Regions from separate parts of the Sus scrofa genome. Here regions 1, 2, 3, 4, 5 and 7 are each linked to region 6. Evidence: chromatin contacts called from public Hi-C, HiChIP or PLAC-seq and promoter capture Hi-C data. All regions are on one chromosome and are shown on one strand. Each heading gives the region's core, a stretch centred on a gene start, on an enhancer-like site or on the middle of the called end of the contact. The rest is flanking DNA. Distances are from core to core; before and after follow the strand shown. Region 1 holds the start of SPX (spexin). Region 2 holds the start of ETNK1 (ethanolamine kinase 1). Region 3 has its middle 24 kb from the start of LDHB. Region 4 holds the start of RECQL (RecQ like helicase). Region 5 holds the start of LDHB (L-lactate dehydrogenase B chain). Region 6 holds the start of CMAS (N-acylneuraminate cytidylyltransferase). Region 7 holds the start of C2CD5 (C2 domain-containing protein 5).

Region 1 (3,208 bases), core at 212-2,711, 470 kb after region 6:
GCCCCTCTGCCAAGGAGAGATACCGGCTCATCTCCCTCCTGGCCCGGCGATCCGGGCCCCTGGTCCGGTGCGCGCCTGAGCTGCCGTGGTTCCGGTGCCCGGCGCTGATGATGGAGGAGACCGCGGGGAAGGTCCGCGCGCCTCTCGCCCCGGGGCCGCCCAGTGCCCCCGGGTCTCGCTTATCAGCCCGGGCGGGGTGTACCCGGAAACCCCAGCTTCCTTTGGGACCTATCAGCCTTCTGATTTAGGGTGGAGGATCGCTATCGAACAGAATTCTCCCCCGCCCCTTTCACTGCCTCCCTTTCTTTCCCTCGTCCTTTTCCAAAGATTAACTGAGACCCGAATGACCTCGATTATTTTTGGGAACAAACTCCATTCTCTCCCCTCAACTCTGCCATCTAGTCCACAAATTCAAGCACCCCTAAGATCCCCTTTACTGCTCTCGGAAGAGCAGAGAATTTCGTACGTACGTGCACCCTTCAGGTAGAGCATAGCTTGAGGAGTCCAGTTTCTTCTCTCAAAGAGTCTCTACAACCCGGGAGAAGAGCAAAGCAGTTAGTAAGACGCTGCTGCTCAACCCTCTCTGTATGGGGGGGTGGGGCGGGCGGCAGAGGGAGGAAGGGAGGGAAAAGAAAGAGAAGGAAAAGAAGAAGAAGAGAGAAGGAAAAGAAGGCATAGGGAAGGAGGAAGGAAGGGGTCACAAAGCTAGTAGAGGAGCCCCAATTTTCACATTTGACTACCTGTGGAGCACTGCTGGAATGTCCCATGAAAGAAAATACCAGGAAAAGAGCCAAGGTTGTTACCACCAGACTTCTGAATCCCTACAGGAAAAGATCAAAGTCATCTCTGTGCCTATAGGATTGTCTGCTTCCCTCCTTGGTGCCTGGACAATTACAAACCCCTTACTTTTTGCTGTGTTCAGTTTCAGCACTCAGTGTGTGGGGGAAAGGGGGGGGTTTCCCAGTTTATCTTCTAGATAATCTGCAAAGAGTTATTTTAAAAAATTATTTAAGAAATACATAATTTTCATTATTTAACCCAAATGAGGACTGGGGTGAATAAGTGCATCTTTTTCTTAGCGGAATTAAATGATTGTGATATTTTAAAGGCATAATGTTTAACTACTCTTTAGTCCCTGAAACACTTATTAAACATAAAATAAAATAGGTAAAAAGCTATACAGCTTTTTATAAAATAGCTAAAAAAAACCCTCAAGTTAATAAACTTTACTTACCTTCATGTTCTCCTTTATGGAAACAGCAATACCTATAGATTTACCTGTGAAATTTCTGATCTTGTTCTGAGGGTGGGGCTTTTAAATCTTAGTGTCAAGGACTCCTCCTTTTCTTCCCTTGAATGAGAGTGTCTACAGGGACTTCATGTCAGTCTTCAAGATTGAGAGGATCTGATGACTCCTCCAGGGAGATTCAGTTGCAAGAAGCAGAGGAAAGATTGATGGGTAAACACCAGTTACTGCCCACATCAGCCAGGAAATAATTTTGAATATATTAGCATCATAGCCTTCCTTTTCCTACTAGCTTCCCAAGGCATTGCTAGTACTACCACTACTACATTATTATTATTAAAGAAAGTGATTAACAACTCCAGGCAGAATCAAAAGTAAATGAAGAAAGTAAGAAAACTCGTCTTCGGGAACTAGCTATCAAGTTATCACTGATGACTAAAGATGAATCATTTGGGTAGAAATGAAAAGGTTAGAGAATCTCAGTGGATTTGACATCAGTCATTCACTTAATTAGCCATTCAATTTTTTAACAAACATTTATGGAATGCCTACAGTGTATCCGTCTTCCCTTTAGTTCAAGGGACACAGCCATGTATGAAAAAGACAGACCTCTGGTTTGGTCATGTTTATCTTCTAGTCAGGGGAGAAACACTCTAAACTGGTAATTACAGAATTTTAAATATAATATTTAAGCTTTATAAAGGAAAATAAGTAAAATGATGTGATAAGATAGGCTCTAGGAAGTTAAAAATCAAAGGGAGTCTGGAAGGATAAGGTGGAGTCAGACCTGGGATAAACTGCGTGGGATTTAGTATTGCAGGCATTCCAGGCAGAAGCAAAAAAGCAAACTCTTGGGATGGCAAAGAGTTTAGCTTGCTTGAGGAACAAGAAGGAGACCAGCAGAGCCAAAGCTGAATGGATGACAGAGGAGAGCACTGTGAATTGAGGTTGGAGAGGAAGATGTGCATCAGTTCAAATGGGGGAACTTGGTTATAAGCAAAAGATGATGACTTAGGCAAGAGAAGTCCTTTCAGGGAATAAAGAGCTGTAATGAATTTGGGATGCATGTTAGAAGTAGAAAATATGGACTTGTGGATAAATGGAATATGAGAGTTTAAGAAAAATAAATCAAGTCAGATTTGTAGATTTTTGGTTTAAACACGGGTGACTATGAAGCTATTTATTGAGATTGGAGACACTTCACAAGGAACGAATTAAGAGAGGGAAATTGAGAGTTTTATCTGTACCTATTGAAATTAAAATTATATTAGACATCCAAGGAGAAGGGTCAAGTAGGCACTTGCAGATGCAAAACTCTGTGGCACTCAGCAAAGAGATCACCAGCCTATAGATTTCTTCTAAAGGGATGAATGGGAATTCCCGTTCTGGCTCAGTGGGTTAAGAACCCAATATAGTGTCCATCACATGAAGGTTTGATTCCTAGATTTTCTCTGTGGGTTAAGGATCCAGTGTCGCTGCAAGCCGTGGTGTAGGTCACAGGCGCTGCTTAGATCTGGTATTTCTGTGGCTGTGGTGTAGACCAGCAGCTGCAGCTCTGATTTGACCCTTGCCCATGAACTTCCATATGCCACAGGTGAGGCCGTAAAAAGAAAAAGGAGACTGGGGAAGGAATGATCAGATTTAAGAATTTTGAGAATTCTAAGAATTTTTATTATTTTTAAGTTATTTTATTTCTTTTTCTTTTTTATTTTGTGAGAATTCTAAGAATATTAAGGCAGGATTAGGGATTGAAAGAAAGCTTAGGATGTGAGTGGAGTTAAAGAGAGGAAGAGACAGGCCTGCGAGCCATGATACCCAAACCAGATAAACATACTACCAAAACCAGAAAATTATAGGTCAATATCATTGATGAACATAGACACAAAAATCCTCAACAAAATACTAGGAAACCAAATCCAGCAATACATTAAAAGGATCATCCACCATGATCAAATGGGATTT
Region 2 (2,898 bases), core at 365-2,864, 490 kb before region 6:
TTAAATTGCTCAAAACTTTTCTAGGTAGTAAGAACTGAAGCCAACATTCATGAAAGCTGAAGTGTCAGTTCTGGGCCCTAGGGCACTGTTCATGTTTTATTTATTTTTGTATAGATGACTACTTTAGCAAAAAATCTGAGATACTGTTAAGTCAATTAACATTGCTGAAATAAATCAGTCAACAAAATAAGGCAGACGATTTGGCTACTTCAAGTGAATTCTTACATTATTGCTCAGATTTGAAACAAACCTCTTCACTGAGGTTTAAAATCACTTTAAAATTACTTTGTGTTTGGAAAGAGAAAAGGTTTATTTTCTTCGTATACAGTACATGAAACTCCCAAAGTTAAGCAAATTAGTATTTAAAATAAATTTCACGTATACCAAATTGCAACTTATTAAAAATAAGCTACTAAAAAACACACAGGTTCTTAAGGACTTTTTCTCCCAATTTTCATATATCTATGAAACAGTGGCTCAGTTAAAAGAAATATTCACCAGTCACTGATCATTCTAACATTAGATATTATTAGTTTCACCAATACGACTAAAACATTTTCAGAAACACTAACACAAATGAAGAGTGTTTAGGGCTACTGAAGAAAGAACCCAATCTAGTAATGCATAACGACCACGATCATTTTGGGATCAAGTACTCTCGCCAATCCCAGGATCTGAGAAGATAAAACGCAGGGTGAGCATCAATGGGAGTACTCTGACGGGGGAGGGGAGGGAAAGGAAAGGAAAAGATCAGAGAAGATTAATTACTGCATTATTCGCGAAAGGAGAGGAGACGAAGGGCCGAAGGGGACCTCCTGCAAGAGGTGTGGAAAAGGTTCGTTTTGCAGTTAGAAGGGACAGGGGAGGAGGAGGAGCAACTATCAACAAGAACCTTCCCGTGTGGTCTGGGTGCGTCACTTAACGTAGCGGCTTCTGAAAAGGGAAAATCTGCCTTCAAGGCAACCTTGGTAAGCAATTGTGAAGGAAGGGGGAGTGACCTTCCTAGATGTGACGGAGGAAACACAGGGTCACTTCCCAAAGAAGAGAGGGAGAAGACATTCCCATAGGTCCTCCCGGGTCACCAGGGGCTTGGAGATAGTGAACCACCCCCATTTCTCCCCAGGACCACGTCAAGGGGAGAGACCTGGGGCTGAGGTGCGGGCGTTACCTGCAGGGTCACCTCCTGAGGGTCCCAGTGCGGCCGCAGGTGTTGCAGGAGGCTCAGGGCCCCCTCCCGGCAGCGCTGCTCCTCCTGATCCTGAACCGTGACATTCAGCTTGGGGACCTCGGGGGAGCCGGGCGGAACGTGGATGTAATTGGCCATGGCCCAGGCGACGGCAGAGACTACCACAACGACGACGGCGACGGCGACCACGAGAACGGCGGGCGCCGACAGGCTGCTGGATCCTTCCGTCCCGGGGCGCCCTCACGGGAGGGCTGGGGGCGTTCAGACTGACGGTCGAGCGGTAGGAAAACTGCTGGAGGCGGCACTCTAGCCGACCCAGGTCTGGACAGCGGCTGAACTGAGCCGAGGATGCTCACCGGGAAAACTGCTCTCCTCTGCGCTCGGCCGCCAGCGGGCGCGGAGCATGCCGGGACTGGCCTGACGCCGGCGTCACGCGTGGGGCGGGGCCTCGGCAGCGTCCTAGGCCAAGGCCGACCTTCCTTCCCCCCACCCCCCGGGCACAATGAGCCTAGTTACCCGCTTGTCTGCGCTCCTGTTGTCAGACCCTGCCATGTGGACTGCTAGTCGGAAAAATGCAGGGTTTCCCCCTCTGCAATGAGCCTGAGCCCTGCCGATCCCCGAACGAAAAGCATTGAACCTTTAACTCACCTGATTGGGAGGGTCTTGGGGTCTGCGTTTGAGGTAGGGCTGGAGTTTTTCTGGGAAGGGAGGACCACCTTCTGAAGTAACCCCAGGATCAGCCACTGAATTTGGCCTTAGTCAGGGCAGGCTGGATTAACGGGGTCGTCTTGACCTGAGAGCTGCTATGTACTGAGGATCACGAAGTTGGGTTGATTTGGGGATGGTTATTTGAGTAAGACAAGGACTGAACTTCAAGATTTATTTTTAAGGCCAGATATTTGACCACATTGGATTATTCAGGGTCAGGGTCCGAAAAAGCAGGTTAGAGTCTGAGATGAAGCTCAAAAGGCAGGAAAGTGATTTTGAGGTTCAATGCTCTTTTAGCGTATCCCTGAGTGGGCCTTAAAACGGCTGCCTTCAAACTCTGAGTCTCATTATCTTCTAGCAGCTATTTCCCCTGCTAAGGGAATACTGGGAACTGGGTAATTACAAGTAATTTATTGGGACCTCCTAATTTTCCTTATGATTGAGGAAAATGAGTTGAGATTTGACCTCTTAAACTGTCTTTTCTGCAGCACTTAGTAAAGGGCGAATGTGTTTGTTAGTGGTAAATTAAATTACTAACTGGTTTCAGCTTAATGTTCAAAATATTTAATAACTTAGAATCGGTTTACTTTTTTTTTTTTTTTTTTAGAGCCTAAATTTTATGTTTAAGGCTTTGACAGAAATTTAAAATACTTCCTGGAGTTCCCTGGTGACCTAGTGGATTACAGATCTAGCATTGTCACTGTTGTGGCTGAGATTAGATACCTGGCCCAGAAACTTCCACATGCATGAATTTAGCAAAAAAGAAAAAAATTCCTAATATGCCACAAAATACAGTAGAATAATAGTTTTATTGTTATACTTAAATTTTAGATACCCATTACCCTTTGCAAGTACTAGCCAGAGAAAATGTTAAGCCCTAAAATGTCATAAAATGGCAAAAGCCACATTAAATGAATATCTTTATTTTAATTTTATTGGAGTATAGTAATTTACAGTGTTGTGGTTCAGGCTTACAGCAAAGTGATTCAGTTATGCGTATACAT
Region 3 (2,970 bases), core at 274-2,773, 330 kb after region 6:
CTGCCTCTGTGACCTACACCACAGCTTGTGGCAACACCAGATCCTTAACCCACTGACCAAGGCCAGGGATTGAACCCATATTCTCATAGATACTAGTCAGGCTCCTAACCCGCGCTGAGCCACAAAAGGAATCCCATAGGCTCGCCTTTCTCAGCTTCTTTCACCAATAATCCTTCCCCCTAAACTCCTATGAGCCCTATTTTAAAGTTGACAGATACTATAGGAGATTAGTACCCAGGAACAAAGGAGCCAGAAGCCAGAACTCCTTATTCTGAAGAGTGTTTGATATATGACAGTGAAAAAAAAAAAAAAATTCTCTAAAATTTAGTTCTCTACACAGGACGAAATAGCTCAATAAAACTGCCCCATTGACTTCACCATCAGCACTGCAGGCACTTCAGTTCAAAGACAGACAACTCAAGGTTGGTTTGTCTGTTTCTATTTTGTCTGAAGTGGAAGATAACTCATATTATGACAATGGCAGTATCACAGAATGAATCGAATGAAGTTTGCTTTATTCCAAGCATAGAAACCAGTGTACGTAAAGTGAGTTGGCTGAAAGAAACTGAGGACTTTTGGTCTGGGCAAATCTGGCATCAAAAGTAAAGAAACTTAGTCTGAACCGCCCCCCTTTACAGAAAAGCCACAACGCACAAGTGCCATGAAATGATCAGATTATGAATATTACCCCAGAATATATACAAAACTCATCTTCTTAAAATTAATGGGTAACTAAAATGCTAAAATAAACAGAAGGAGACCCAAAATGTCATTTTAATACTTCTGTTATTAAAACACGTAATAATTTATGTATTTATTTTTTCCTGTGAAACTATTTCAATTTATTTTTTGATTAGGTAATAAATGCATTTGGTTAAAAAAAGTAAATAGTGGAGAAGTTGGTTTCCTTCCCCACTCCTTGTCACCTAGGTTTCACTCCCAGAGGCAACCACTGAAATCAGCTGAAACCAGAGTGTCTTGGGAAGTAAGTGGTGAGTGGACAGATAGGGCGGATATCAGCCTATGTATTCATATCGCTGTCCTACTGGCTGTTGAAGGCCAACACCTGTTCTGATTGGTCAGTCAGCATCCCCCTGTGTACAAGCCTGGGCTCACCCTGTAACTGTTTTATACATGTAGCACACTGCTGTATCAATTGCTCTGTGAATTTATGTGCCACCTTTCACATGCATTCATATGTTCCTTTGTCCTTTCAGTGTATTATCTCTAGTCTTCAGAATGTTCCCATTTATAAATGAGGAAACTGAAGTTTAGAAAGATTAAGCAATTGACCCAAAACCGCAAAATTAGCAAGAGGCAGAGTCCTGGTTGACCCAGATCTGTCTCAGTCCCAAAACTTATCCTCTTGTCAACTCTTCCAGTTTTAAACTTATCAAAACCAATAATAAAGAAAACTTAAATAAAGAGAAAAAATCCAGATTGTCATTGATGGGAATGACAGAAAGAGAAGAGTGAAGTCATACGGAAAGTGTTAGAAGTTTACACAATATTTCTAGAAAATTTCCACTAGGTGGCAGTGTTTAAGGACATGACTGAAAGCCCTGCAGACTGCAGCTATTGCTGCAATGAGACTGGATGTCAAACAAGAATCTTTCAACTTTGGCCCACATTTACCTTTCCAGTTATTTTTTCCTTGTCCTTGGAAAGTTTCAGGAGCTAAAGCTTTACTGTTTCCACAGAATTGTCCAATTTCAGGTTCACCTTTCAACTTGCTGATACAGAATTTTGACTTTAATAAATTACAGTGAGTTTGGTTAACTTGATTTAGGGAATTCTCTATGAGGTCCTCGAAATTGTTCCAAACACAAATTCCACCTCTAGAATTTTGTGGGCTATGCTAGACAGTGAAATTTAAATGGCTATTATTCTATATTGCGTCTCAATATAGGCCTAGGTGTGAAGTACAAGGTCAAAAGCTGCTGGCAAGGCACAGGAATTGTCAAGAATGTTAACACCGCCTGCAAACGAGATTTACTGCGTGTTTCCCTTAACAGTTAAAGCCTTTTACAAATTCTCCATTTCTCATCATTTTGCAGCACTCTTCCCTCAGTCCAGTCTAACAAACCATTTGCCTTTCTGTGGACATCACTGTGGTTTCTACCTCCATTCTTTACACACGCTCTCCCTGTTAAAAAAAATTCCTTGCACACCAGGGAACTATATCCAATCACTTGTGATACAACATGATAGAAGATAATATGAGAAAAAGAATATACATATATATCTGTGTATATACATATGACTGGGTCACTTTGCTGTAGAGCAGAAATTGACAGAACATTGTAAATCAACTATAATTTATTTTATTTTTTGGTTTTTAGGTCCACACCCATGGCATATAGAAGTTCCCAGGCTAGGGGTCGAGCTGGAGCTACAGCTGCCAGGCTACACCACAGCCACAGTAGTGCAGGATATGAGCCATGTCTGCAACCTACACCACAGCTCAGGGCAACACAAAATCCTTAACCCACTAAGCGAGACCAGGAATTGAACCCTCATCCTCATGGATCCTAGTCAGTTTTGTTAACCACTGAGCCACAAAAGAAATGCCAGCTATACATAAATTTAAAAAAAAAAATTAATTCCTTGCAGGGAAAAAATAAAATCTTGGTTCATTTTTTTTCTCAATCCAAGTACCTACTGAGGACAAAAAAAAAAAAAAAAAAAAAATGTTGCCTGTCATTTCAGCAAACAAAGTATGTTGGGGCCATCAAGCCATCAGCCTCTGTGGTGCCCCCTGCAGTGCATCCTGCAGGAATTCAAGATGTTGAAAACCAGGATAATGGCCCTAGATAGTTAAGGTGCATACGAAAGGAATGATTTCAGTGAGCCCAAATGACATTTTCCCAACCTTAGAAAAGAATTAAGATTATTAACCTTAGTTGTCTGTTTTTTGTAATTAGCAGTAACCTACTGATGCTCAACTAACATTCTTTTTTATCTCAGCAA
Region 4 (3,239 bases), core at 109-2,608, 490 kb after region 6:
GTGCAGGAGATACTAGAAGATGCATGAAGTTCAAGTTAGCCATAACTTGAATCCAAACCTTACCAACTCCACTTTAAAACAGAGCATTTTTAAATGAAATTCTATTGCTATTTCAATGGACCGTTTAATTCTTAAAATCTTTATAATTCAAGTTATACAGAATAAGAAAAAAAGGCGTGGCAGATAAAACAAAGTGAGATAAAAAGCTCCTCACGACCATTAAAAGATAGGAAACACAGGGTTGGCAGATATGTAAATGCAAAATTATTAAGATACACAGGTTAGAAAAGTCTAACTCTTCTAGATAAAAAAAGAAAAAAGAAAAAACAGTGTAATCCTAGATATAAAATAGGCCTGGAGAACTCTGTGGCCGGTAGAAAGAGATGCTGAAATAATAAAACATGCCACAAAACAATATACAATATTAATGAAAGAAATCGTTTAACTAATCACAAAGTTTACTACCGGGGAGACATCAGCCGGTAGAAAAGTGAAGTCATTTTACAAGATTTTTAAAAGGCGGCTTCCAGTGGTGGCACAAGGCAAATACTCAAAATATTTAAGCGTAAGCACATTTTCAGAAAGAGCCTACCATAGGTGACATTTAAAACACGGCCTCCCAAACAACCAGCAGTAACTTGTAGAAGACCCCACGTGTGTCATGTGCAGAAGTGTCTTCAAGAATGGGCCGCGGGCACCACGCATCAAACTTTCTCTCGCGGCCGTCCGCGGGAACAAAGCGCCCATCTCCCTGGGAGTAAGTGCGGCGCGACCCTGGCGCGAGACTGACGCTCGCCAAAAGCTCCCCCTCCCAGCGCGGGCATCTCCCCAGACTCCACTGACTCTCCGGCCCAGGCCAGGTTCACCAGTATAAGTGCAACCCTCGGCGCCTCCAGGCAGCTCTCCAGCTGCCCGCAGTCCTAGCTCAGTCTCCAGGCCGCCGCCCCAGTCGCGTAGCTTCATTCATTAACACCGGCGGGCGGGGGGCGGGAGGGCGACACTCAGCCTGAGCAAGGGGTGTGAGGGGCTCGAGGCGGGGGTTCCGGGGCAGTTGCTTACTCTGGGTGTCCGTTAAGGAGATCATGGCTGCAGCGGTGAGGGCGGCGGCGATAGCACCTCGGGGCGGCCAGGGTGTGAAGCGGAGTCGGAGAAAAGAAGCCGGGAAGCAGCCCAGGCAAGAGCCGCCACGTCTTCCGGAAACACGCAGCCGCCTCCACCCCAGCTTCAAGGCTGCTTTCCATTGGCTAAAACCGCTCCCAAGATCGACCAATAATAAATTGTCTTGTTCAGTGATGCACCTGGTGATCACATCCCTCGACCAATTAGAGAGGGGTGTTGCTTGCAATTGGCTGAAAAAACCGACCCGGAAGGGCGGATGCTCCCGGCTGGAGAGAAAGGAAAGCCTGGTGGCGGGAAGTTTTTATTGGACCGCAGCTGAAAGTGGTGGGTAACGGATCTTAGTGTGGGGCTTCCTGGGGTCGGAGACCGGGGAGGCGTGGGTGTTCCTTAACGCCTTGGGGAGAGGTTGTGGGGTAGCTCCTGTTTCCGCTTTGAAAGAGCTAATATTTCTTTTTCTAGCTTGACATGAGGCCGGGCCACTTCCTTCCACTACTACATTGGCAGGGCGAAACGGGTGCCCTTTCCCCTCTAATGGAACTCTCCATCATCGCCCAGCTCTAATGGAACTCCGGCCTTTAGGGGAACGTTCCGCTGCCGACCCCTCCCCAGCTCGGGCATCTTTAGCCTTTTCCATACTGGAGGCTTGGTCACCCACGGTTTTTTTTTTTTTTTTTTTGCAACCACCATTTATTGGGAAGCGCCACTGGAGACGCCTAGGGGAGGGTATTATTAAATTGTTACTGCGTCTAAATACAGTGGCGGGGAGAGGGATGATGCGTATGTGTGATTTAGCCTGTAGTACCTGATGTCCAGCGTGCATGACTGACTTGAGTCCCTGAGGATGCTGTCAGAAGTTCAGATACAGAAGAAATAAAACCACTCAATCACGGAAGTAGTAATTAGTAAAAGTTCATTGCATACCCACCTGAAAGACAGCTAGCCAACCAGGAGCACTCAAATAAAAACATGGGATGAGACTCTGGACTATATATTGTTGTAAAGCATCTTATTTAGTAAGGGCAGTGACTCTATTCTTGACGCTTATTGATTATATTAACATTTTTTTAAAACAATAGGGAATCGGTCAGTGGTTACCTCATACCAACCTAGGGAAACAGTTTGAGTTTTGCTTATGATTTCCAGAGGCATAAACAAGAAATGCCCCAGGTCAGGTTAGTCTTTCAAAATAAGCTAAATTAAGCTTTGTTTGTATGACTGTGCTGGTTTTGTCTGCCCAGGGAATTTTCAAGGCAGGTCTCCATTTGTTTTTGATTTTAACAGTGCCTGCCTATACTTCTGACAGACCTGCTCTGTCTGAAGTACTAATCATAGATAGCTCATTAATTTTTGGGTGGAGTTTATGTTCAGATAGCTTTTGCTATTAAATCACATCATTTCAGGAAGGGGTTTATGAGCAGTTTTTTTTTTTTTTAGATGATATAATCAAGAAATCATTTAGAATATTGGGGAGAAATGCTTGTATATTACATTCTTTCATTAAGGATGAAGGCTCCGTGAGTCCCCATCGTGGCTCAGCGGAAACGAATCTGACTAGTATCCATGAGGATGCAGGTTCAATCCCTGGCCTTGCTCATTGGGTTAAGGATCCGGTGGTGTAGGCCGGCATCTACAGCCCTGATTGGACCCCTAGCCAATATGTGTTGTGGCCCTAAAAAAGACAAAACGAACAAAAAGGATAAAGTCTCCTGCCTCTGCTTTCAATCTCAGCAAACCTAAATGACAAGCACTTTTGTAGGCTATGTGGATATAGAAGTCAAGAGACTCAATCCTTGCCCTCCTGGAGAATCTTACAGTCTAGAGAAGGAGAGTTATAGTTCCATGAAATGGTGAAGATGTGTTCATATAGATAAGGAATGAGAAGTCCTTGGTTTACTCCTCTACTTAAATGTCTTTTAGTGGTGTGGATATTGCAGACTTAGTGAGGCAAAGAAGACCCTGTTCCAGTCTGGTGTTGGCTTTAGAATTCTACATGAGGAAGGCATTAGGTTAGCAGTCTGAGGAAGGGTAGGGGGATGCTGAAGCTACCTTTAGAGAACATTCCAAGTTAGTTTTGGAAAATGTTGGTTGTCCATATCAGAGTTGGGGGAGGTGTTGCAGGA
Region 5 (3,257 bases), core at 420-2,919, 350 kb after region 6:
ATTTATTTATTTATTTATTTATTTATTGCCTTTTTCTAGGGCCGCTTCCTGCGGCATATGGAGGTTACCAGGCTAGGGCTCAACTCGGAGCTGTAGCCACCAGCCTACACCACTACCACAGCAATTCGGGATCCGAGCCTCAGCTGCAACCTACACCACAGCTCGTGGCAACGCCAGATCCTTAACCCACTAAGCAAGGCCAGGGATTGAACCCTCAACCTCATGGTTCCTAGTCGGATTCGATAACCACTGAGCCACGACGGGAACTCCTCTCTTATTATTTTTTTTACTGTCCCTCCTTCCTCCCAAAGACAGAGTAGCAGGGATGGTAAGAAAGGGGCAAATTGGGGAGATATTTAAAAGTCGACAGGGGATATAGGTCAACTTTTTTGGAAAGCAGGTAAGTAAAGTCTAGGGTGGCTTCTGGATTTCTTTCTAGAGTGACTTGCTGGTCTTGCTTCAAACTTGGATTCAGGATAAACATAATAATACTTTTGAGGTTATCCATCAAATTCTTCTTCTCCCTGATCATGTTTCAATTTGTAACTAGACTTTCCTTTAGAGTCATCAATGTTCCCACTAACTGGACTCTGTAATCCTGGAGTTTGAGGTTTATCAATTCCTCTAGACACACCCTTTCTTAGGGCTCTTTGAATTTTTATCATATTTTAGCCAAATATCTATTATCACTTTTTATCACAATTGAAGGAATGTACCTACTTGTCTGTCTCCTTGGACTGGGAACACCTCAACAACACACTGCTATATATATTCATTTTGAACCTCCCATGCTTGGCACTGAGATTAAATTAAAGCATAAGATTAACGGCCATTTAACAAAAATAAATAACTACAAAAAAACACTAGCAAAAAAATTCCTTTCAAATACAGGGAGTTTGTGAGATTGCTATACCTGAAAGCATTTTATTAAACACACACTACTGAAGGCACAATAGGATGCCTTCAACTGCTTCATCATTCATCATTCATTCATTCATTCATTGAGGTACCAGGCACTGGGCTGAATGTTGGAAACACAGATAAATTGGCAACATGCAGCTTTGGAGTAACTCAGAAACCAACAGAGAAACTCCATCTTTCTGGTGGCCCCATTATCTGCCCTGGAGATCATACAGATTGGTAGAGAACTTCAGAAATCAGGCACTCGGCCTCACTAGTTTCACAGGCAACTAGCAGGTTAACGGTTGCATTTTTGCTGAACTGAATAAGGTGGGAAAAACCCACTAGTCATTATTGCACCGAATGAACTTTATATCGAAATGATGAGAAAAGAAAATTAAGTTTTATTAAAAAAAAAAAATCCAGAATCAGCAGCACTCTTCCAGGGGAACACACCACCAGCATCTTTGCTCAGAACAGTGGTCCTCTAAAATTGACCTGGAACGCAAAACAGAAATGTACTTCTATTCTGACTAAATTTATCCGAACAAGAGGAGAAGCGTCCAGAAGAGTTTAAGATGGCCAGGTTTTAGAAATAAGGCAGCCTCTGTGTGGAAAAGCCTCTCCGCCCAGAAGCTAGCTGAGAGCGAGGCCGCCTTAGCCGCCAGAAGGTGACCTCCTCAACCGGTCGGAGGGAGGGCTGGGCACGCTTGAGCCCACGTCCTTGAACCGGATTGAGCGAGCGGAGGGGAGGGGTGGGCGGTGCTCGGGTTTCCAATCACAATAGAGAAAGCTCGGAGGCTGATGAGGGGCGGGCCCCGCTTCCTCCTCCTTCCTTGCAGATCCTGCGCCAGAGCAGACGCACGCTGCCGACTTTGTCTCCTTCGGGCGACCCTTACAGCCGTCTCAAGAACTTTCACTCCTCTGGTAGGTTTCCACTCGGAATCCTGAATCCCGGCTCTCGGGCAAACCAGGTGGGATGTGGAGGGGAATCCTTGTATAGCAAGGACAGGGAAGGACCAGGAAGGGCATCTGCGCTCCCGGGCCTTTCTCCCTGAGCATCCGGATTCGGGTGGGGGCAGCCGGCTGGAGTGCGGAGCGGTGCGGGGGCGCTGCAACCAAGCCCCGGGCTTTGTCCGCTGTGCATCTGGGCTCGCCGCCAGCCTGAGCTCTCCCGGGGGACAGACTTGTTGCTTTTGCAGCTAAATCCCGGTTCCTACGTGTCCTTGATGGGCTCATGGCGCCGCATCACTCCCCGATGCCTGCTGGCTAGAGCCCCGACACGTGCTGGAGGAGCTGGGGGTTGGGGGGAAGGGACCAGATGACCCGTGAGGTCTGGCGGGTCGTAGGCGGCCACTACCTCGGGAATGTAAAAGTGCCCGGCTTTTCCGGAATGAGGGTAAAGGGTGATCTGTGGGTTTGACCCTGCCCTCCAGGCTGTATCCGACTGCGGCACCCGCATCCCCTCCCGGAGCTTTGGGCCGGTTCATTTCTGGCCTCTTTTCTTTTCTTTTTCTTTCTTTTTTTTTTTTTTTTTTTTTTTTTGTCTTTTCTAGGGCCGCATCCGTGGCATATGGAGGTTCCCAGGCTAGGGGTCCAATCGGAACTGTAATCGCCGGCTTACGCCACAGCCACAGCAACGCAGGATCCCAGTCGCGTCTGCGACCTACACCATAACTCACGGCAACGCGGGATCCTTAACGCACTGAGCAGGGCCAGGGATGGAACCTGCAACCTCATGGTTCCTAGTCGGATTCGCTAACCCCTGAGCCAGAACGGGAACTCCTCTGGCCTCTTTTCTTGATGCTTCAGGTGCTTTGTTTATTAGCCAGCTCTTGGTGTCCAGAGTAAGGAAAGCCTAGACTTCTTCCCCTAGATACCTTCTCCTAGGAGATTCATGGTTGCTGCTTCCCCTTTTGACCTGCGCTCTGCGCTGCGGGCGCCAAGAGGAAGAGGTGGCCCCTGGGCGGCCTGCACTGCAGTCTGTGGTTGGGGCCTTGAAGAGAGGGGGCGGGGAGAGCGTGCACATTTTAGTGGATGAATTGGAGGGCAAAACGTGGTGGGCCTTTAAAAGGTTAGAGTTGAGAGGCAGTCGGCAAAGTGGATCTCTGTTCCTGATCTTAAGGCATGGGTTCATTTCAAATGATTTATAAGCACAGAAGGGGCAGGAGGGTGGGGATGTTTTTACCTAACTGCAATTAAATAACCCCTACAAAGGAAAAAAATTTTTTAAATCTCTTTTTCTCAAGAAAGATGGGAAAAAATCTGCACTGGCTCAGAATTCTAAATTGTCATTTCTGAAACCCCTAGATAGTTTAAAAGGTCTTATTTGAACAAATAATCTGTATTTCTACTAG
Region 6 (3,176 bases), core at 418-2,917:
GTTGCCTGGATGCACCTTCTCCAGGTCCATCCCCCACCCCCGTTTTTTTCCCTTCAGTGTGTATCCTCTGTAAAGAGGTAAAAAAGTCGGAGAACTTCACAAGAACCATGTCACATTCATCCTGGTATTCTCTTGGATGGACGGGGTTGTATGGCTGAAAACAGGGCTGTGTTTACTGAACTGAACCAAATCCCCAAGTATTTCCCTATCTCTCCTTTGCACATTTCCTGTTACATGAGGGTTATCTTCTGTGCTCTGGCTCCTGTTTACCTTGCACCACCCAGTACTATCTTTGGATTAAAACATTAAGAAAATTAGTAAACTTAAACTTTTTTGGTATCTCCTTTGGAAACAAAATCGGTTAAATGAAAACCATTTATCCATATGTTAATAAGGGTAATGAATATACTCCAAAACCAGCCATCTCTTTAAAAAAACCCAAGCCCAAATATCAAAAGGTGAAAATAATTTACTTTCCACTGTAACAAATTCAATCATAATTAGGCTGAAATTACCATGTGTAAATTCATTCTTGGCACAGAATTCTCTCTCTCTTCTTTTATGAATGACATCAGCTTGTAACTCCTGACCAATATGGCATATGGCCATTCCTCTAAATGATGCACAATTAAAACTGTCCTTAGGGCAAACGAGGCTCCAAAGGTATAATGAAACCATTTATAAGCATTTCATCCAACAGTCCAGGGGTGCGCTTTCCCACTGTCTCTCACATAGGTACAAATGTAGGGAGCGTTCTAGATAGTGCTGACTCACAGGCAGATAGCTTTTTCCCAAAGGTCAGGAAAGGATCGCCAAGCTAAGCTGGAAATTGGAAAAGCCTTAACACCCCACTCCATTCATGAACCTGATGCTTCCTCAATCGATCAGCACCAAGTGGGTATCAGGAGCTGAGCAACAGGGGAAAGCCAATGGCCTCTGTTTAAAGGAGTTCACAAATTATCGTAGACGTTTCAGAAGGGTGGCCTCCTTTCCTTTACCCAATGAGGTCAAATCGGGCGGCGCAAACGGTTGAGTAGGGGAAATCTCCTCATTTACGGATGTTATTCTCAAGGGCGGGGACAGGAACTGTCTCAAGTTCACGGCTATTAGCGGCCAAGGAACAAGGAAGAAGCTGGAGCCCTTCCTCCCTGGGCTGTCAGCCTGGGCCCGGACACCCCGAATCTTGCACAACCCTTCCATGGGCCACAGCCCCACGAGCCACTGCCCCGCCAGCGGCCCGGCTCCCCCTCGCGACCCCCTCCCAGGCCGCACCGCCCACTTTCGCACATGCGCACCTCTGGAAGACCCCCGAATCCAGGGCCGCACGCAGGACCCAGCCAATGAGTGGGACCCCCGCCAGGTGCTTAATGTTCTTCAGGGGGATGCCCTTGCTGCCGCCCCGGGCCAGGATCAGGGCCGCCAGGTGCGGGGGCTTCTCTACCCCTCGGCCCTGGCCGCCGCGGGAGTTGCGTTGCAGCTTCGGCGGCCGGCCCCGGGAGGGCCGCCCCCGTGGGTTGGAGACAGAGGTGGCGGCCCCCTTCTCCACTGAGTCCATCTTCCTCCCACGCCTTCTCCCCAGCTTCTCCACATCCGGGAGCTCGTCTCGCCGCCTCAGCTCGGCGCCGCCCGATCTCCCCGCCCGGCCACCCGCGGGGGTGGGGTGGGGTGGGAGTGGTTGTTCCCGGCCCCACCCACCGCCACGTCCTTCACCCTTGTGGGGCATGCTGGGGATTGTAGTCCGCGGGTAGTTCGTGGGGTCCTGGAGACACTTTAGGCTCTGCCTGGGGTCCACCAGGGCGACCGCAAACCCAAGTCAGGCAGTGACAGGCAGTCACAACCGGGAGGCACTGCATCTTCTGGGGGGCTTGATATTGTATGGAGATTTCTAAAATAGTGCATCTAGATGACCGATCTTTTGCTAAAGAGCGTCCCCATTTAGGAATTGTAGTAAGTTTCCCCCTGCAGGGCCTGATGAACCCTAACACAAATCAATTTATACTTTAAAATTTATATTTGAAGTGTACCTCTTTCTGCAGTGCCCCTGACTCGTTGTTTGCAAGAGATTACCTCATTGTCCTCCAGTCACCTTAAATTCAATATTTTAAAAACAACTCTCCATGTGTCCTCAAACTGCTTCTACCTCTGCATTTTCTGTCTTTTTTTTTAAATTGAGGCATAATTGGCATATAACATATTAGTTGCAGGTGTACAATGCAATGATTTGATATTTGTATGTATTGCAAAATGATCACTGCAATAGGTCTAGTTAACATTTCTGTGAACATTTCCATCGACATTTTCTATCAACAGTATCTCCCCATCTAAGTGGAAAAAACTAGGAAGCTGACCTTAACTATTCCCTTCTAATGTAGTAGACAACTATTGTTGTTTGTTTTTGTTTTTGGACTCCCAGAAATATTTTCCTTTCAGGAATTTTTACCTCTTTGACCTGGTGGGTGTTTCAAATCCTCAGCGTTGTAGTAGTGGGTGTGGGACCCAAGTTGGTCAGTCTCATCTTCCTGGACACAGTTGTGGTCGAGGGACAGGCCTATGACCAAGCAGAGCCCACAATCTGGGAAGGAAAGATTTTTTTTTCTTGCTGAATTTTTGGGTGCTCAGAACCCTGTAAACCTGAAAACTCAGGGCAGGATGAGGAAAGGCTGGTGGTGGGGGTTTTGTTCTGAAATTGGCTGGGAGACTGATGTTCACACAAAAGAAATTAGGGACAAGAGATGAAGGGAGAAGAGAGAAGGAGTCCTATGACATCATTTCAAGCTCTTGATCCCGCTGAAAATTTCAAAGGTGTGCATGGGCGCGTGCGCACACGCACACACACACACACACACACACACACACACACCTCTTTTGTAATAGTTCTTTTAGGAAGGCATCTCCTACTTAATATGCATTTTATCTTTCACTACTTTTGCAAGCCTGTTTTGGAAGCAGAGAGTCTCCTTGTCTGTCCTGGGTGGAAGCTAATACATCCAGAAGCAGGAAAGGTAGCCTATTGCCTTTCCTTCTTAAGGAATGGCAGAAGGCTTTTGTGCTTCACAGGTCTTGGCCCTTTATGAAGGAAATAAAATAAGCTTTTAGTGTTTTGGATCCTAGACAGACACTGGAAACTTTATATCTCATCTTCTTGCCTGCGAAGTAGTGATGGCCCAGCCCTTCCT
Region 7 (3,099 bases), core at 75-2,574, 420 kb before region 6:
GGACTATTTTCTAATATATTTCATTATTTTTCAAAAAATTAATACTGAAAAACATTTTGACATTATTTCTCTCATCAAAGTCATACGTTTTTGTGTATCCAAGTCTTTACCTCTTTGGTTAAATTTATTCCTGGGTATTTTATTCTTTTTTATACAATTATAAATGGTTCCTTAATTTCTTGGATAGTTGGTTACTCATTTATAGAAAGCAAACGATTTCTATATATTGATTTTGAATCCTGCAACTATACTGAATTCATTTATCAGTTCTTAACAGTTTTTCAGTGTGGAGCCTTTCTAATGTCACCTGCAAATAATGACAGTTTAACTTCCTCCCTCCCAATTTGGATGCCTTTCTCAGTTGAGTACTAAAGGTAAAAATAGCATCCTGCTATCTCATTTGTGAATTTTCCTCTATTGATGAATCCAGTGGTATATTCTTTCTACTGTAACTGTTAATGCCAATTTTGGTACTTGTTAAGGCATGTATTGTTAATGCTGCTCTTGATATTTGGTATGGAGTGATTTGTGTTACCTCCTGTGTGTATGTCTCAATTTTCTTAATCTTTTTTTGAAGGTTTGAACCTACAGATTAGGCTTCATTTTAGCAATGTTTATCTATAGCTGTCTGTATCTGTAACTGGGTCGACTCTTCAAGATGTTTAATTAAGCTCAACTGGTCCATTTCTTGCATTTGAGCACAATTTCCTATGGTAGGAGGTTGTGAACTCCTGCCAGAAATCTTGGTATTTAGGTTTGTAGATGCTTAATAACCACACTGAGATGGTCTAAGAGTGGCTTTGGATTCCGAAGTGTTCAACACCCCACTCGCCCCCAAGACCTACCTTAACAACTATAACCCAGTACACCGTACACGTATATATATCTGAATAAGGAGTGCTACTTACTCCACTATCCAAAATGTTCCTGAAATTCCGCACTCCATTTCATATAAAACAAAAACTGTACCCTTCCCACGTAAAAACCAGGTAAGCTGATTTCAAGAACTAAATGGGTCGTAAAAGACTGGAATCGCTCCGCTGGTTGTCACCGTTGCTGCTCCTTCTGTCCCAGCCCTTCGGAAATGCAGCGTCGCAAGTGGGAAGGCAGCCGCCCGCAGGGAAGCCACTGAGGGAACCTGTGATTCACCCCCGGAAGACTGAGCGGGCTTTCGTCCTGGGCGCTAACCTACAGCCGGGGCTCGGTGGATGATGCGGGGCTCGACGCGTTCCCCTGCCTCCCGGCCTCCCCGAAATCCGTCCCGCCTCGGTGATCTGTAAGCGAATTTAGTCTCTCCCCGGAGAGGTGCGCCGAGCGCCGAGCGATCGATGCCTCCACCCCGCCCGGGGAGCCGCCATTTTGGGGGGAGGAGAAACGCTTGTCTGGGCTGCGGCGGTTCAACGGGATGCCGAGTGGCTTTTGCTTCTCTTGCCAGCGGTGTGGCGCCGGGTCAGAAGCCTCCACCGGGGCCACTCCTCTAGCTGCCTCTCCGGAATGAGGCCTCAGCTCCCGCGCGAGACGGCCCGCTGTCTCTTCTCAGAGTAAGTGGCGGCCAGCGGCGCAGCGCGCCTCCGCGCGCCCTCCGCTGTCAGTGACCCCGCGCGCTCCCTTCGGCGCGCGCCGTTCCCCGCGCGCTCCCGCCCCTCCCCCGCCCGCCTGGGCGCTCGACGCAGACTCGCTTGTTTGTTTCTGCAGGAGCCCAAGCAGAGGCCGAAGCCGAGACGATGCCTGGGAAGCTGAAGGTGAAAATCGTGGCCGGGCGCCATTTGCCAGTGATGGACCGAGCTAGTGACCTGACTGATGCCTTCGTGGAGGTTGGTGCAAGGTCCTGACCCTCCAAACACAGGGCACGCCAAGCCCTGTTAGGATCCTACCCATCTCGCCCGCAGCCCCTCAGCCCATTCCTCTGCCTCCTGCCCTGCCGTGTGCCGTGCTTGGCTAGCTCTCCCTCAAGGGTTGACTGCAGCCCATGTGATGGGTGCACGGCTCGCAGGCGTTGTCAAGCCCTGCCGCGCGGGGAGGCAGTTACTGCTCTGCCTCCTGGGGTGACCCTGATGTCAGGACGCCTAACAGGCCACCTGCCAGTCAGGAGATCCCAAGGCGTGGCCACGCGGCCGCCGAAACACACCCACCCAGCCACCCACCCCCAACCTCTTTTCGGGGCCGGACAGCTGGGCTTTTAATTTTAATGCTAAAGTGATGGAGATGGTGTCCGAAAGTGTAGATACAGTCCGTTATGGGCACTTGGAGAGCTGCAGGGTGATCCACTGTTTAACATCGTATTTTCTGAATCATCGGTTTAAGTTCTACAACACAACTGTAACACTTTCTTGTTCTTGTATAGACTGGTAGGTCTGAAGAAATCTTTCAGGGTAATTTAATGCCTTGAGGTAGCAAGCCAATTAAGTGCCAAGGATTTAAATTGCACAATTGCTTTTTAAATCTAATGATTAGTTTAAAACTCATGCAAATTAGCACAGGCCTAGGGCCCAGGAAAGTAATACACCAGAGTCTGAAAGAAGCCAAGTAGGATTGTAATAAAAATTGTCATGATGAGCCAGAGTGTTAAAACAATCATCATTTGGGTTATTAATCCTTAGAGTTGATAGATATATGATAATATACAGCCTGATTTCATCTCAATATAAAATGTTGGCGTTCCTGGCGTGGCTCAGTGGTTACGAACCTGACTAGTATCCTTGAGGACGTGAGTTTGATCCCTGGCTTCCCTCAGCGGGTTAAGGATCCAATGTTTCTGTGAACTGTGATGTAGGTCGCAGTCGCAGCTTAGATCCGGAGCCACTGTGGCTGTGGCGTAGGCTGGTCAGCTGCAGCTCCGATAAGACCACTAGCCAGGGAATTTCTATATGCCCTGGGTGTGGCCCTACAAAGACAAAAAAAAAAAAAAAAAAAAAAAAAAAAAAATTGATCTTCCCTAAAGATTCTCTAGCTTAAACATTGCTGCTGTTCTCAATCTTTTTTTTTTTTTTTTTTTTTTTTTTGTCTTTTTGCCATTTCTTGGGCTGCTCCCGTGGCATATGGAGGTTCCTAGGCTAGGGGTCGAATCGGAGCTGTAGCTGCCAGCCTACGCCAGAGCCA

The links. Promoter capture Hi-C pulls out the DNA fragments that hold promoters and counts their contacts. Hi-C and Micro-C count contacts between places; a contact is called where the count stands out from the background. HiChIP or PLAC-seq counts read pairs in DNA pulled down with a chosen protein or histone mark.
Region 1: a contact with region 6 is called in a Hi-C map of skeletal muscle, with 2.3 times the contacts expected there. The contact joins the promoter of SPX here to the promoter of CMAS in region 6. A contact is called at or near these places in 1 of 5 promoter capture datasets (liver), 1 of 47 Hi-C or Micro-C datasets (skeletal muscle) and 1 of 2 datasets of contacts at active chromatin or transcription factors (alveolar macrophages).
Region 2: a Hi-C map of alveolar macrophages shows a contact between it and region 6, with 2.6 times the contacts expected there. The contact joins the promoter of ETNK1 here to the promoter of CMAS in region 6. A contact is called at or near these places in 1 of 5 promoter capture datasets (fetal liver), 2 of 47 Hi-C or Micro-C datasets (alveolar macrophages and skeletal muscle) and 1 of 2 datasets of contacts at active chromatin or transcription factors (alveolar macrophages).
Region 3: an H3K27ac HiChIP or PLAC-seq map of alveolar macrophages shows a contact between it and region 6. The contact joins the enhancer-like site here to the promoter of CMAS in region 6. A contact is called at or near these places in 2 of 5 promoter capture datasets (both in liver), 5 of 47 Hi-C or Micro-C datasets (brain, embryonic fibroblasts, retroperitoneal adipose tissue and 2 more) and 2 of 2 datasets of contacts at active chromatin or transcription factors (alveolar macrophages and skeletal muscle).
Region 4: a Hi-C map of liver shows a contact between it and region 6, with 4 times the contacts expected there. The contact joins the promoter of RECQL here to the promoter of CMAS in region 6. A contact is called at or near these places in 1 of 5 promoter capture datasets (liver), 3 of 47 Hi-C or Micro-C datasets (heart right ventricle, liver and skeletal muscle) and 2 of 2 datasets of contacts at active chromatin or transcription factors (alveolar macrophages and skeletal muscle).
Region 5: a contact with region 6 is called in a Hi-C map of skeletal muscle, with 5 times the contacts expected there. The contact joins the promoter of LDHB here to the promoter of CMAS in region 6. A contact is called at or near these places in 1 of 5 promoter capture datasets (liver), 2 of 47 Hi-C or Micro-C datasets (heart right ventricle and skeletal muscle) and 1 of 2 datasets of contacts at active chromatin or transcription factors (alveolar macrophages).
Region 7: a contact with region 6 is called in a promoter capture Hi-C map of fetal liver, with 2.8 times the contacts expected there. The contact joins the promoter of C2CD5 here to the promoter of CMAS in region 6. A contact is called at or near these places in 1 of 5 promoter capture datasets (fetal liver), 1 of 47 Hi-C or Micro-C datasets (liver) and 1 of 2 datasets of contacts at active chromatin or transcription factors (alveolar macrophages).

The regions. Positions count from the first base shown.
Region 1 is chr5:51,927,579-51,930,786 of Sscrofa11.1, forward strand. SPX (spexin) reads right to left here and starts at 1,462. Exons shown (of 5, transcript XM_013988349.2): 1 at 1,235-1,462; 2 at 741-821; 3 at 471-528. The coding sequence starts at 1,240.
Region 2 is chr5:50,969,134-50,972,031 of Sscrofa11.1, forward strand. It overlaps ETNK1 (ethanolamine kinase 1), which reads right to left and starts at 1,615. Exons shown (of 8, transcript XM_021092211.1): 1 at 1,169-1,615. The coding sequence starts at 1,324. It overlaps LOC110260725 (a long non-coding RNA gene), which reads left to right and starts at 1,695. Exons shown (of 3, transcript XR_002344079.1): 1 at 1,695-1,867.
Region 3 is chr5:51,785,303-51,788,272 of Sscrofa11.1, forward strand. No RefSeq gene overlaps it. Among named protein-coding and RNA genes, the nearest start is that of LDHB, 24 kb to the right of the region's middle. Within about 2 kb of position 1,524, at least 4 of the 83 cell types and tissues checked have an H3K27ac peak or open chromatin away from gene starts, as enhancers often do. A contact at or near this core is called in alveolar macrophages, where this site is marked.
Region 4 is chr5:51,952,102-51,955,340 of Sscrofa11.1, forward strand. RECQL (RecQ like helicase) reads left to right here and starts at 1,359. Exons shown (of 15, transcript NM_001253707.1): 1 at 1,359-1,443. GOLT1B (golgi transport 1B) reads right to left here and starts at 1,213. Exons shown (of 5, transcript NM_001243500.1): 1 at 1,060-1,213. The coding sequence starts at 1,084.
Region 5 is chr5:51,809,263-51,812,519 of Sscrofa11.1, forward strand. It overlaps LDHB (L-lactate dehydrogenase B chain), which reads left to right and starts at 1,670. Exons shown (of 8, transcript XM_013988347.2): 1 at 1,670-1,827. The coding sequence starts at 1,705.
Region 6 is chr5:51,456,864-51,460,039 of Sscrofa11.1, forward strand. CMAS (N-acylneuraminate cytidylyltransferase) reads right to left here and starts at 1,668. Exons shown (of 8, transcript XM_003126433.5): 1 at 1,296-1,668. The coding sequence starts at 1,555.
Region 7 is chr5:51,039,195-51,042,293 of Sscrofa11.1, forward strand. It overlaps C2CD5 (C2 domain-containing protein 5), which reads left to right and starts at 1,325. Exons shown (of 25, transcript XM_021092231.1): 1 at 1,325-1,541; 2 at 1,696-1,814. The coding sequence starts at 1,725. LOC110260726 (a long non-coding RNA gene) reads right to left here and starts at 1,090. Exons shown (of 5, transcript XR_002344084.1): 1 at 909-1,090.